2 separate regions of the Sus scrofa genome follow, and region 2 is linked to region 1. Evidence: chromatin contacts called from public promoter capture Hi-C data. All regions are on one chromosome and are shown on one strand. The core of a region is the stretch at or near the end of the contact, and the rest is flanking DNA. Distances in the headings are between cores, read along the strand shown. Region 1 overlaps LOC110260251 (a long non-coding RNA gene). Region 2 overlaps LOC102163076 (a long non-coding RNA gene).

The links. Promoter capture Hi-C pulls out the DNA fragments that hold promoters and counts their contacts.
Region 2: a contact with region 1 is called in a promoter capture Hi-C map of liver, with 6 times the contacts expected there. The contact joins two enhancer-like sites. A contact is called at or near these places in 1 of 5 promoter capture datasets (liver) and 6 of 47 Hi-C or Micro-C datasets (embryonic fibroblasts, liver and omental adipose tissue).

The regions. Positions count from the first base shown.
Region 1 is chr4:38,313,029-38,315,728 of Sscrofa11.1, forward strand. The region is part of intron 2 of LOC110260251 (a long non-coding RNA gene); the gene reads right to left. Among named protein-coding and RNA genes, the nearest start is that of KCNS2, 60 kb to the right of the region's middle. Within about 2 kb of position 1,318, at least 4 of the 83 cell types and tissues checked have an H3K27ac peak or open chromatin away from gene starts, as enhancers often do. A contact at or near this core is called in liver, where this site is marked.
Region 2 is chr4:38,448,178-38,450,877 of Sscrofa11.1, forward strand. All of the region lies in intron 1 of LOC102163076 (a long non-coding RNA gene), which reads right to left. Among named protein-coding and RNA genes, the nearest start is that of NIPAL2, 42 kb to the right of the region's middle. Within about 2 kb of position 1,269, at least 1 of the 83 cell types and tissues checked has an H3K27ac peak or open chromatin away from gene starts, as enhancers often do. A contact at or near this core is called in liver, where this site is marked.

The DNA.
Region 1 (2,700 bases), core at 68-2,567:
AAGACTTCAGAGTAATGACAGTAAAGATGATCAAAAACCTCAGAAAAAAACTTGGAAGCAAGTATCAATAAATTATAAGAAACATTTAACAAAGAAATGTAAGTTTTAAGTTTAAACAAGCAGAGATGAAAACACAATAACTGAAATAATTCACTAGAAGGGACCAACAGCAGAATACAGGAGGCAGAATAAGCAAGGTAGATGACAAACTGATGGAAATCACTGATGCAGAACAGAATAAAGAAACAAGAATGAAAAGAAATGAGGACGGGATGGAGAAAAGATGACATAGTAGTACAATGTGAAACTCACCTGCTCTCACAAATACATCAAAAATACATCTACCTGTGGAACGATTTGCATGGAAATTTTGATGAACACTGGCAAAAAAATCTCAGGATCCTGACAGAGCAAGAAAAATCTTCACTCAGCTGAGCAGGACAAAAGAAAAAACATGAGCAAGAAAGTGGAATGGGACCCCTAGGAGGGAGCTGGGAATAAGAAAAGCTCCTGCACCCTGCGAAGTGCCTCCACCAGTGGGAAGATCAGCTGGAACAACGGAGAAATTTTAGAGTCTTGAAGGAGAACAGAACAATCAGTTTGAAGCAATTAAAATGGAAACAGACCTCCACGAATGGTCAGTGCTAGTGCCCTGCACTTCCCAACCACTTGCTGGTATGGGCAGGGCTTGGGAAATCAAACTTTGGACTTTAGAGATCAGACTCAGGGACGGGGAGAGAGAACAGGGGCTGGCTATGCAGGTAAAAGAAAACTGGAATTGGCTGCATGGTAACAGCCTGGAGGAACTAGAGTCTAGGGTGATCATTTTGTAGGGTGTAAACTGAGGAAACCCAGATGGGCTTGAATGCCAGGCAACATTGTTTAGGGGTGCAGGAAGGAAAGGGTGGGATCCACCACCACAGCCTTGTTCCCTATGCACACCACGTGCTCCAGCTCCCACTTTGAGCACTTTGAGCAGGTGCTGCCTAGCAACAGCTGGAGAGAAGCCTCTCACCTTGGGGCTTTAGAGAGCACTCCCAAGAGCAGCCCAGCAAAAGGACTGACCGCTGGAACAGCGCACATACCCTGTGTGTCAACAGAGCACTGCCTAGTAATAGCTAAAGAGCAGCTCCTGCCCTTGGGGCTACACGGAGTGCTCCTACAAGCAGCCCAGCAAAGGGATTGACTGCAGGAATGGTGCCCAAACTCACAGCTTCAGAGAGCTCTCCTGCAAGTGGCCCAGCCAGGGGAGGTACCAAGGGAACAGTGTCTGTTGCCACGACTAAAGAGAGAAGTCCAGAGAACCTTACTGGCAAAGGGAGGGACTACAGGAGCAGCTGCTGATATTGCCAGCTACAGGAAACTATCCTGACAGCTGCCTGGTAATGGAATGCTGGCACCTGCTACAAAAGCAGTCCAGTGAACCATGAACCCTAGTAGCCAACTGAATCCAGGAGAAACACTGTATTATCACTGCTCATATCACATCCTCTGGGTACATGTGAGCCACCACCACTGCCAAGAACTCCAGAACAGGGGACCAGCTGCTACATCTATACAGGGGACCACAAACATAGAAAGTTAGACAATAGGAGATGACAAAGAAATAGCTTCAGAAAAAGGAACAAGATAAAAGTGCACAAAAACAATTAAATGAAAAGGAGATGGGCAATCTACTGGAAAAAAGAATTCAGAGTGATCAAAGTAAAGATGATCCAAAATATCAGAAAAAGAATGGAGGCACAGATGGAGAGGTGATAAGAAATGTTTAACAGGAGTTCCCGTCGTGGCGCAGTGGTTAACGAATCCGACTAGGAACCATGAGGTGGTGGGTTCGGTCGCTGCCCTTGCTCAGTGGGTTAACGATCCGGCGTTGCCATGAGCTGTGGTGTAGGTTGCAGACGCGGCTCAGATCCCACGTTGCTGTGGCTCTGGCGTAGGCCGGTGGCTACAGCTCCAATTCAACCCCAAGCCTGGGAACCTCCATATGCCGCAGGAGCGGCCCAAGAAATAGCAACAACAACAACAACAAAAAAAAAAAGACCAAAAAAAAAAAAAAAAAAGAAATGTTTAACAGAGCTAGAAGATTTAAAGAACAAAACTAGGATGAGTATCACAATATCTGAAATGAAAAATACACTAGAAAGAATCAATGGCAGATAATGGAGGCAAAGAGTGAATAAGTGAGGTGGAAGACAGGGTGGTGGAAATCTGTGCCACAGAAAAGAATAAAGAAAAGGAGAGTGAAAAGAATTGAGGAGAGTCTAAGAGGCCTCTGGGACAACATTAAATGTACCAAAATTCGTATCATACAGGTAACCATGAGAAGAAGAGGCCAGAGAAAATCTTTGAAGAGATTATAGCTGAAAACGTCCCTAATAAGGAAAAGGAAACACTCAAGTTGAGGAAGCACAGAGAATCCCATTCAGGATAAATCCAAGCAGAAACACACAGAGCCAATACTAATCAAACTGACAAAATTAAATACAAGAAAAAGAGCATTAAAAGTCACAAAGGAAAAGCAACAAATAGCATACAAGGGAATCCCCATAAGGATAACAACTGCTTTTTGAGCAGAAACTCTGCAGGCCAGTAGGGAGTGGCACAATATACTTAAAGTAATGAAAGGCGGGGGGGGGACTCCAACCAAGAATACTCTACCCAACGAGGCTCTCATTCAGATTTGAAGGACAAATCAAA
Region 2 (2,700 bases), core at 19-2,518, 140 kb after region 1:
CCATTTCTTTCAAAATCTGAATCCTTTTTTCCTTCTCATTGCTGTGACATCACCCTTTGGGGAAACCAGCTGCTCCCTCTTTAACATACAACTTTACTTTTAATTTTTTACTTTTTTTTGTCTTTTGTATTTTTAGGGCCTCACCCATGGCATATGGAGATTCCCAGGCTAGGGGTCAAATCAGAGCTGTAGCTGCTGGCATATGCCATAGGTACAGCAACTCGGGATCCAAGCCATGTCTGCAATGTACACCACAGCTCACATCACCACCAGATCCTTAACCCACTGAGCGAGGCCAGGGATTGAACCTGCGTCCTCATGCATACCAGTCAGGTTCGTTAACCACTGAGCCACAACAGAATTCCAAGCTTAGAGAACTTTAAAAACATGAAGGCCTCTATTAGGAATATCAGTAAGACAGTTGATCCTTTCTACCGAAAAAGACACAAAAAAACTGAGCAGGGGTCACACAGGTGAGGAAGAAATACTTTTCATATCTCAACAATCAGACATATCTCTCAAAGGCCATCCAACTACCCTTGGACTCTCCTTCTCTCAGAAGGTTGCCATGTGGGTTTCAGCCTATTCTGGGACATTCTGCTCCAGTCCTTGACTCTCTGGCTTTCCTCCTTCTATTACCTAGGGAAGGCCCCAACCACCTCTTCCCTCAAGTGTCATGTTATTGCCTCACATGGCTTCTCTTCTTTAAATCCAGGCTTCATACTGAAGCAAAAGTCAAATCAGGTATTAAGCAAAGGCTACCATACACCCCCCAAAAAACGGCTTAAAACCTTCACTCCTTCCCATGCAGAAGGCTTCCACTACTTAACCTGCCTCTCCATCTCTCCAAACTCATCTCCCATCATCCCCAGTTTCGGTAATAACAGACCACTGGTTTCCATGCATCTGTTCATGCTACTCCTCTACCTGGACGCCCTTTTCTCCCCCAACCCCTTCCCTGCCCACCCCTCTTCAGGCGACCAACTCTGGTTATCCTTTGACACTCAGCTCAGATATCATATCTCCTGACTCTGCTTCTATCTCCTAGCAAAGGCTGGATTGGTACCCCTCTAGTGGGCACCTGCAGTACTAGCTAGTATCTTAGTATGTGCAACATTGCATTGAAATTGTCAGCTGACATGGCTCTAAATGACTTTACAGTCCTTAAAATTGGGACTGTAGCTTTTTCACCTCTGTGTCCCAGCCCCACTACACCAAGCCCTCAATAAATATTTACTGAACAGATTCAGACTGAGAAGGGGATGTGGATTTGGGGGATACTTATTTCTTCACAAGTGATCTGTTTGCCTGTGTCTGAGTTCCCTATGACTGGGGCTAGTAAAAGTAAAACTACCAGTAGATCAATCCTTTTTTTGTTTGTTTTTTTAGGGCTGCACCCAAAGCACATGGAGGTTCCCAGGCTAGCCACCTGGGAGCTGTGGCCGCCAGCCTACGCCATAGCCACAGCAATGCCAAATCCGAGCTGCATCTGCAAACTATACCACAGCTCACAGCAACACCAGATTCTTAACCCACTGAGTGAGGCCAAGGATTGAACCTGTGTCCTCATGGATACTAGTTGGGTTCGTTAACCACTGAGCCATGACGGGAACTCCTACTAGTAGATCAATCTTAGTCAAATAATTAATTATTATATATTTATCGAGCATCTGCTATGTGCCGAGCATTCTGAACAATTGCACAATTGTACTCAGAGGCTCCCATCTTCACAGAGATGAAAACTTTGATAAATTTTTCTGGAAGTTAGAAATAACATTACTTACAACACATTTTTAATAGAAAAAACATTTAAAAATTTATTTTATTTTTTTTATTTTGTCTTTTTTGCCATTTCTAGGGCCGTTCCCATGGCATATGAAGGTTCCCAAGCTAGGGGTCTAATCAGAGCTGTAGCCACCGGCCTACGCCAGAGCCACAGCAATGCCAGATCCGAGCCGTGTCTGCAACCTACACCACAGCTCACGGCAACACTGGATCCTTAACCCACTGAGCGAGGCCAGGGATCAAACCCACAACCTCATGGTTCCTAGTCGGATTCGTTAACCACTGAGCCACGACGGGAACTCCTGAAAATTCTTTTTTCCCCTTTACGTGTCTGAAAATGTTTAATTATTAGCTTGCCCAAGGTTCCCAAGCCACAGGGTTCTGGATTTTGTTTGGCAGCCACAGTCTGACTGTAAGGACTGAGAAAATCAAATGAAGACAAAGCATTATAAGGGAATGTTATTTTCAGGCAATAAAAAGAGCCCAGAACTAGAAAAGCAACTACAGACCAGAGGAGGGGAAGATGAAGACCTGTTTCTTTTGTTCTTTTGAGAAAAGAAAAAAAAAAAAAAAAAACATTGAATGACCCACTTAGAGTGGTTGTGTGGAATATCTGCTTCCAAAGCAGGGATTTCATGACCTTCTGTCAGTGGTTCTCAAACAGGGGTGATTTTGGCCTGCCCCCGACCCTGGACATTAGGCAATATCTGTAGATTTTTGGCCATCACATCTTCAGTGAGGGATAGTCTACTGGCATCAACCTATCAGATGGAGGCCAGGGACACTGGTAAACATCCTGCAATGCAAGGACAGAGTCCACAACAAAGAATTATCCAGCCCCAAATGTCAATAATGTTGAGACTGAGAAACCCTGCCATATATCAGAGAGTAGGATGACACTAAGTACATTCCAAA